3 separate regions of the Sus scrofa genome follow, and all the other regions are linked to region 3. Evidence: chromatin contacts called from public HiChIP or PLAC-seq data. All regions are on one chromosome and are shown on one strand. Each heading gives the region's core, a stretch centred on a gene start, on an enhancer-like site or on the middle of the called end of the contact. The rest is flanking DNA. Distances are from core to core; before and after follow the strand shown. Region 1 overlaps COLEC12 (collectin-12). Region 2 overlaps COLEC12 (collectin-12). Region 3 has its middle 6.3 kb from the start of CLUL1.

Region 1 (2,700 bases), core at 67-2,566, 210 kb after region 3:
AAATTCAAAACACTGGGAGTTTACAGAGGCTGGTTCTATAAAATGAAAGTAGCTGCATACCAGAGCCTGCATCTCTCCCATGTCCCCAGTTGTTAGAATTAAAGTTTGTTAATTCAGTGGGAACAAAACCATTTGACAGCCAAACCTGAGACTAGTTTGGGAAACCCATTGTTTAGAAATGGCTTTACAATAAAATTGGAAATTCAGGTTTAAAAAAAGAAAAAGAAAAAAGGATGAAAGAAAAGGGTGAGACCAGTTCCCGGTCAACCCACAGTTGCCACAGCCTCCTGCACAGTTACTTCCTGACAAACACCAGGTTACAGCTGTGGGGACAATGTCTGTCTCACCAACCTAGCAGCAAGCGGTATCCCAGTGCCTTATGTAACCTGGGGCTAAACGGTGACAAAGGCATTAGGAAAGCAGAGCCTTCTTAACTGATGGGGATTACAACACACATGCCAAAGGAATCACTGCCTCTGTGATCTTTTCAATCTTGGAGCAGAGAAAAGAGTATTTGCTGAGTCATCCTTCATGCCAGGAAATAGTTAATGGAACATCTCCCAAAACATCTGAGTCCCAGAGAATAGTTACTGCTTTGAAAAATTCCAATTCAAGTTTTTCATCTTGCCTCCTTTTCAAAAATAGCTCCTAGGAGGGGAGGCAGAAGCCATCTCTGCTTCCATAACAAATGTGTTTGGGTAGCAGGACTCACTTCCCTTCCCAGATTTTGGGAGCACCTGAGGCCTCCACTTGGAAAATGCAGATGTGATGGGGAGCAGTGTAGCCTCCTGCTGGGCAAAGCCCTTCTGGGTCCTGGGGTCCTGGAGTCCGGCAGTGCCTTCTCTCAGTGTTTTGCTTTTTATTTATTTGTGCTCTTAATGTTAAAGAAAAAAATTTGATTAGGGGCTTATCTTTGGCCTTTCGCTTAGAACAAAAGCCAGTGGCAGTTGCTGAGGGAAGGGAGGGAAGGTGTGGGATGGACTGGAAGTTTGGGGTTAGTAGATGCAAAGTGTTACATTTAGAATGGATAAGCAGTGAGGTCCTACTGTACAGCACAGGGAACTATATCCAGTCTCTTGGGATAGAACATGACAGAAGATAATATGAGAAAAAGAATGTATATATAGGTACTGCCACTTTCTGTACAGCAGAGATTGGCACAACATTGTAAATCAACTATACTTTAATTTAAAAAAATTTTTTTTTAAAAAACCAGTCATTCAGAAAGCTGTAGATGAGGCTTGTGAAGACCACAGCAGAAAATGAATTTGCATTTTGTGGCCTGATCTGTGAGTGTGACTTTGACCACGAATGAGATTTCCACATCCATTGGCCAGGCTCAGGGATTAGCAATTTTTCAGAAGTACCAAGCCAAGTTGCCAGCTCCATTCTTCAGACTTGAGTCTGTGGGTGGCACTGAGTGAGCCTGACTCTCTTGGGGAGTAGGGTAAGGGGAGGGGGAGGATTATTCTGAATTAGTGGAGGGCGACCAGGGACAACTTTATTTGTGACCTATGGTTGGATTCAAGAAGCCCAAGGGGGGCTTGCTGTTACAGTCTCTTGGAGAGCTTCCGTTTTAGTATCTGCAGGGTTATTTGATTTTTAGAAAATAGATGTATTGTATTCCATAGCATGGTGGTGTGGGTGTGTTTGAAATGGATATATGTCTTGTTTTTCAAACATTCTCCCCCAAGTCTCCCTAAAATAACTTCCTTTTCAAAGTTCTACTGGTGAAGGTTTATCAGTATAAATTCAGTTGTAAGTGTAACCTCATCTTTTCAATTGTTGATACCTTTAAGCCTGTTGTGGTGAGTTGGTTCGGTCTGTTTTCACACTAAATTGTGAATAATGCAATCAGGTTGCTTTCTTTCTAACACCTGGCTCACACACTAACTGGAGAGGGAGTGCTGGAGGAGGAAAATGTACGTTGACCAGAGAGAACTAGGAAGGAGGGCTCAGAGTGAGCACTGGCCATTAGCCAGCAGGCGCATGCGCACACCGGGATGGGGAAAGGCTGTTGGGCAGAAAGAAGGGCAAAGATAAACTTCTTCCCTTGTTGCAAATGTAAACAAAGCTGACCCTGGTTCAGGGAGGTAAGATGTGGGCTCTCCTAACGGTGCTTTGGCTGAAAAGAAAAGGAGCAAAGGTAGGCAAGAATTTTATTAGCACAGTGAGACGTGGCAATTGCTGATGTGTTGATTCCTCTTCAAGGGTACCCGGAAATCTGATTTTGTGACAAGAGCTGGTTTTAACGTCACATTCATTAGTTGGGGGCCCATCATTGCCAGGAATACCTTCAGTTATTTCCCGGACTTAATCCCTAGTTAGTCCAGGTCTGTGGCATACCAGCTCACTGGAACATGAGTGGCTACAGGTAAAGAAGTGACTTCATTGTATTTAAACTGGGGTTTATAAACTTCGTTGGATGTGTGGTTGCCATTTGGGGAGACCCACATAACACCCAAAACTTTGGACGACCCACTCTGTAGCAAGGCGGGTCAGTGGGCCGCACACCAGCTTGGGAGGCACGTGCGCATGCGCACTGATGATGGCGCCAAGCTAATTGAGACTAAGGACCGAAAGAGCCATTGCTAGAATCCAATTAGACGGATGGAGTTAGAGATTACACAGATAACTCTGATTAAGACATCAATCTAGCTCAATTTTACAAGGCCTCTATTTGAAATGAGGTGGTATTTG
Region 2 (2,700 bases), core at 95-2,594, 250 kb after region 3:
CCTCCTGCTGGTCCCTGTGGCATCCTTTTTTGCTCTTAGCCCCTATCACACTGTATCATTATGGCCAGTGGGTCTCTTTCACAACCCAAACCCAAAGCTCCACAAAGACCATAGACTATCTTTTTTATTTGTATCTCCCACTAGCACCCTGCCTGATGGTCCTTAATAGGTACCCAATAAAGTTTACTGAATAAATTAATGAGAAGAAAGATGGATGGATGGATGGATGGATGGATGGTGAATTGTAGATTAGGGCTGACTTCTGTAAAAGCAATAAACTGAAGCCCAAGGACCTCTAAGCCAATTGCTGCAACTCAGAACACTGCCTAGGAGCTAAAATTCTGAAGATCACTTGGCTTCCTCTTCATCTCACTAGGATGAAGGGGGAGGAGGTTGAGGGGGGAAGAGATTGAGAGAGTGAGACAAGTTGGAGACAAGATGATATTCTTGCCCCTTTTTCTCTCCTTCAAGATTCCCATTCCTCAGGCCTCTACTGACAAAAATAAGATAATACAACATGCAATTTTGGTCTTCAAACACAGCCTTAATGAACTAAAATGTTGACATTTTCCAGATGTGTTTTCTCTTTACTTGAATGATGATTCCTCTTTCTTGCTGATAAGATTCTGGTGACCCAGCATGGTAAGAGGTAGAAAGATAAGTTCTCCCTTCACACATCTCCTTTTGAAGTCTGGAGAAACTCTCTCCACTTTAAAAAAGAAAGGAAGGAAGGGAGGGAGGGAAAGAAAGCAAGAGAGAAAGACAGGAAGGAAGGAAAATATTCAGTGGAAGAAGAGGTTTCTCTGAAGGAGAAGTTGGAAGGAAATAAAATAGAAACTCCTTTATTCATCAAAGTTAAACTCAATGGCGTTTTCCTCAAAACTGTCCTTTACTTCTCCTTTCATGTCACTTATGCAACTACAAGTTAGTATATAACTTAAGTTCCTTGCAGAGAATTTGCTGAACAAGTCGGAGGATTGCTGAGTCACCCAAACCAGTCAGGACACTGGCTGTGACCGTGAGGCATGCCAGCCCCTTGACAGAAAGCACATTCTTGGACAGTTACAGCTTGGTGCACCCTCTGCACTGTGCTTTTCATTAGAAGGCAATGGAGCTTCCATGGTAGAAGCCACCTCCTGAATTCAGTGGGTCATTTTTCCCCCAGAACATTCCCTGAACAGGAAAATCCTACTCTGTGGTCCTGCCCAGCAGGCATCCACCTTAAGGTAATTAGGATAAAGAAGAAAGACAGACATCTGACTCTTTCTCATTCGGAACCTCCTCTGAGGCAACAGTCCTAGTCATAGGTGTCTGCCTTGCTGCTTAGCTCTGCCAAAGTGGCCATTACAGCTGGGCAAGTAGGCTTTCAGATGTGCATCAGAGCACAGTCACTGTTGTGAGAATCCAGGATAACACCCTATAACCAGATCTTCTGTATTTTTGTAAGGAAACCTGAAATAGTGTTCAAGGTAGAAATGTCTTTATTGCATTCTAAGGGAGCGTAACTGATATTACCAGGAAGTCCCAAATACCAATGAGGGAGGTTTGTTTCCCACAATCAGACTGGTACAGACCCTCGTGAGCACCAGGCAGGAGTTCTGCTCTCGTTCCCTGTCCCCAGGGCCTGGGCTGTGAGCTGTGTCTCTTGTATCCTTTGTGTCAAGCCCTGGGCCACAAACATGACAGATAATTGGTAAACATCTGAGGATGGTGACTGTAAAGGGAAGATAAAGAAGATATAATCCTTCCCCCCAAGGGACTTTTCTTGAAAGAAATCATATTTAGGAAAAAAATACTTGATGAGAGGCCATGTGGAATTATAAAACAAGTAGGTTTTAGAGTGAGATCTCTCTCCTGACCTGGTATCCCACTTAGTCACTTAGAAGCTGTGTGACTGTGGGAAGGTTACTGAACATCTCTGAGCCTCAGTTTTTTTTTTCATCTGTAAAATAAAAGTTGTAAGGATTAACTGCAGTGAGGATGTGCTGCACCTTGCAAAGAGTAGGCATTCAATCAATAGAAGTTTTTGTTGTTGTTTTTGTTTTTTGCCATTCTGATTAAAAGCCCTATTGGTGTGGAGTCAGCTCATGAGAGAAGGCTTGGCATGATGGGCCAGTGAGATTTGGAGTAGACTTGAAAGGATGGGTGGAATCAAGAAGAAGAAAGAAGAGGTTAGTGGCCCAGGCCAGGGGATGATACCAAAGTGTTTTTATAGAAAAGGTATTATTGTCAGATTATCCTAGAGAAGTGGGCTTCAGGTACTTGAAGTGGGGTGAGGAGCAACACTCCAGCTATAACACCTAAAACATCGATGTTTTGAAGGAAAAAAATCTGTCAAGGAACACTTTACAAGAATGGGGAGCTTGTGACAAAAGACTGCTAATGACCCTTCTATGTCACATGCTTGTTTTCCTCATAGGAGAACAAGTCTGTAAACTGAGGTCTCCTCCAAAGACAGGGAGTTTCTAGGGTCAGAGAAGATGGCTTTGCCACTATTTTCCTGACTGAAAATTTGTGCTAATGAGTTAAGAGGAAAAACAAAACAAAACAAAAACCCAAAAATGCTACATGCTATTATGGCAAGTGTTACTTCTGGCTCTCCATCAGTCTGGTGTTTTTACGCAGTAGCCAGCTGCCAGCTTTGCTAGCCTGAATATACCCAGATCCTATTTTTATACACTGACACTCACACCCCAGTGC
Region 3 (2,700 bases), core at 160-2,659:
AAAATGTTCTACTGAGCCATAAAGCATGATGTAATTGGAAAGTAGACCAACTACCTCTTTTAAAAATTCAGACTAAACTAAAATGATTATTTTAGGCTCATATAACACAGGCAGCAAAAGTAGGCATTGAACCCAGACTTCAAAGTCTTTTATGAAAAAAATCAACTTTGAAGACAACATGAAGAAATTGTATCCCAAGTTTAACCTTATCATGAAATCAGACAGAATTTATCTATACAGACCAGTGCCACATAAACTTAATCATTGATCAGGATGTACAGAAATATCGAACACAGTCTATAATTTCCATCACAAGAAAGCATGGTTCCTTTCTTGCGTCTGGGAATTTCAGTCTTGGACCAGTTCCTTCATCATCAAATGTGTGTTGGGCAGATTTATGTTCCCCACTCTGAGGTACTGAGGGTACCAGGAACAAAACAGATGGTCCCTCCTCTCTGGGAGCTCCTGTTACACCCCAGGGGGAGCGAAGTGGACACAATAAATAAGTAAGCAAGAACACATCAGATCAGGAAAGCTTATAAAGAAAATAAAGCCGGGTATGGGGTTGTGAGTAATTTGGAAAGTGGGGGTAACTTTAGGTCAGGTGGCCAAAGGAGGTCCCTCTGAGAAGGGGACCTATAGCTAACATCATCCCCTAGAGCAGGGCCCAGCACCAGATGGAAAGCGGAGGCTGAGCCATTTAAAAATGAGGAATTTCAGGATGCCAACGGCAGAGCATTAAACTGATACCAGAGCATGGGGTGAAGGACGTATGTGCAGGAAGCCGGGGCTACCTGGAAGACAAGAGCAAGAGCAAGGGTAGGAATCAACCTGGTGCATTTGAAGAACTGAAAAGCGGCCCACGTGGTGGAGGCAGCGGGAGGAAGGGGAAGTGGGATGTCAAGTGAAGAGGAAGACGATGCATATCGAGGGATGGGCGGGGCCCTCAGTAACGACTGTTTCTAGTAACGGGATCATTGCGGAGGACTGTACAAAGGGCGATGATATGGTCTGGCTGCCTGATTTTAAAAGACTCGAATCTGACTGGAAACCATAAGCTTGTGGGCTTGATCCCTGGCCTCCATCGGTGGGTTGGGGAGTGGGGATCCAAGCGTTGCCGTGAGCTTCGGTGTAAAGTCGCAGAGGCGGCTCAGATCTGAAGTTGCTGTGGCTGTGATGTGGCTCCAGTTCTACCTCCATGTGACGCAGATGCGGCCGTAAAAAGCAAAAAAAAAAAAAAAAGAGAGAGAGAGAGAGAGAGAGACTACTGTGGTTGCCATGAAGGATGGTTCATTGCACAGTCAGGGCAGCCAGTGAGGGAAGCGGTTTTTCATCACCAGGACAGACGGCTACACAAGGGCGGCTCCTTGGGCAGAGTGAGAAGTGGCCTGATTCCGGCTTACTTGGGAGGCAGGGCTGGACTATGAGTTGAGGGAAAGGGCAGAATCACGCGGGGACGGCTGGGGTTGTGATGAGCTAGGGGTGGACTGTGACACCATCTCCCCGATGAGAAAGGCTAGGGCATGTGGCCCTTCCTTCCCCCACCCTCTCCGACACTCAAAGCCAACCTTCTGCTGGCAGGTTTCTCAGACCATGTGGCCCACAGGCATTTCAGACTCAACAGTTCCTAATACAGCTTTTTCTCCTCAGGCTCGCCTTACCATGGTTTCCCTGTCACCAGACCTAGACATTTGGGAATTAGCCCAGACTTTGCTCCCTCCTTCAGTCCAGTGGCCAACCCAAGCAGACTGCCAGATGATGTGTTGTATCTGGGCTCACAGAATGTCAAGACTCATGTGAGTTAATGGTTTTAGAAGCATTATTATTGACAAACTAAAGCATGTAGGAATCAGCAGACCATCAGAGCGAATAAGTGAAATCATACATAATGAAAATCAACCCTTTCTTTAAATTCTGGCCACATTGTTATGACTCTGGCAAATGTGTTTTAATTTGGTTCTTGATCTCCATGGCAACAGGATGGGTAAAAATATTAGATTGGATTACAACTGTAGCCTATCTCAATGACCTGTGAAAGAGTAAATCTATCAAAGTTGTGAATTAATATGATTATTTCCTTATGGTAAGTGAAAGTGAATATTTTTTTATGTATTTAATTATTGTTTTGCTTTTTAGAGCTGCACCCGAGACATACGGAGGTTTCCAGGCTAGGGGTCAAATCGGAGCTACAACTGCTGGCCTACGTCACAGCCACAGCAATGCCAGATCCGAGCCACATCTGTGACCTACACCACAGCTCATGGCAACTCCAAATCTCTGACGCACTAAGCGAGGGCAGGGATTGAACCCACATCCTCATGGATACTAGTTGGATTTGTTTCCATTGTGCCACAATGGGGACTCCCAAAAGTGAATGCTTTTTAAAAATTATGTGTCCACAATAAGAAAAAAACCCAAATTCAGTCTCTGGGGATAGAACATGATGGAAAATAATATAAGAAAGGGGATGCAGGAATTCCTGTTGTGGTGCAGTGGAAGCGAATCCAATTAGTATCCATGAGGATGCAAGTTTGATCCCTGGCCTTGCTCAGTGGGTTGGGGATCCCGAGTTGCTATGGCTATGGTGTAGCCTGGCAGCTGTAGCTCAGATTCAACCCCCTAGCCTGGGAACTCCTACATGCGGTGGGTTCAGCCCTAAAGAAGAAAAAGAAAAAAGAAAAAAAGAAAGCGAATGCATAT

The links. HiChIP or PLAC-seq counts read pairs in DNA pulled down with a chosen protein or histone mark.
Region 1: an H3K27ac HiChIP or PLAC-seq map of alveolar macrophages shows a contact between it and region 3. The contact joins two enhancer-like sites. A contact is called at or near these places in 3 of 47 Hi-C or Micro-C datasets (embryonic fibroblasts and skeletal muscle) and 1 of 2 datasets of contacts at active chromatin or transcription factors (alveolar macrophages).
Region 2: an H3K27ac HiChIP or PLAC-seq map of alveolar macrophages shows a contact between it and region 3. The contact joins two enhancer-like sites. A contact is called at or near these places in 1 of 47 Hi-C or Micro-C datasets (embryonic fibroblasts) and 1 of 2 datasets of contacts at active chromatin or transcription factors (alveolar macrophages).

Annotation. Positions count from the first base shown.
Region 1 is chr6:105,927,270-105,929,969 of Sscrofa11.1, forward strand. All of the region lies in intron 2 of COLEC12 (collectin-12), which reads left to right. Among named protein-coding and RNA genes, the nearest start is that of THOC1, 110 kb to the right of the region's middle. Within about 2 kb of position 1,317, at least 8 of the 83 cell types and tissues checked have an H3K27ac peak or open chromatin away from gene starts, as enhancers often do. A contact at or near this core is called in alveolar macrophages, where this site is marked.
Region 2 is chr6:105,962,232-105,964,931 of Sscrofa11.1, forward strand. The region is part of intron 3 of COLEC12 (collectin-12); the gene reads left to right. Among named protein-coding and RNA genes, the nearest start is that of THOC1, 76 kb to the right of the region's middle. Within about 2 kb of position 1,345, at least 5 of the 83 cell types and tissues checked have an H3K27ac peak or open chromatin away from gene starts, as enhancers often do. A contact at or near this core is called in alveolar macrophages, where this site is marked.
Region 3 is chr6:105,712,287-105,714,986 of Sscrofa11.1, forward strand. No RefSeq gene overlaps it. Among named protein-coding and RNA genes, the nearest start is that of CLUL1, 6.3 kb to the left of the region's middle. Within about 2 kb of position 1,410, at least 5 of the 83 cell types and tissues checked have an H3K27ac peak or open chromatin away from gene starts, as enhancers often do. A contact at or near this core is called in alveolar macrophages, where this site is marked.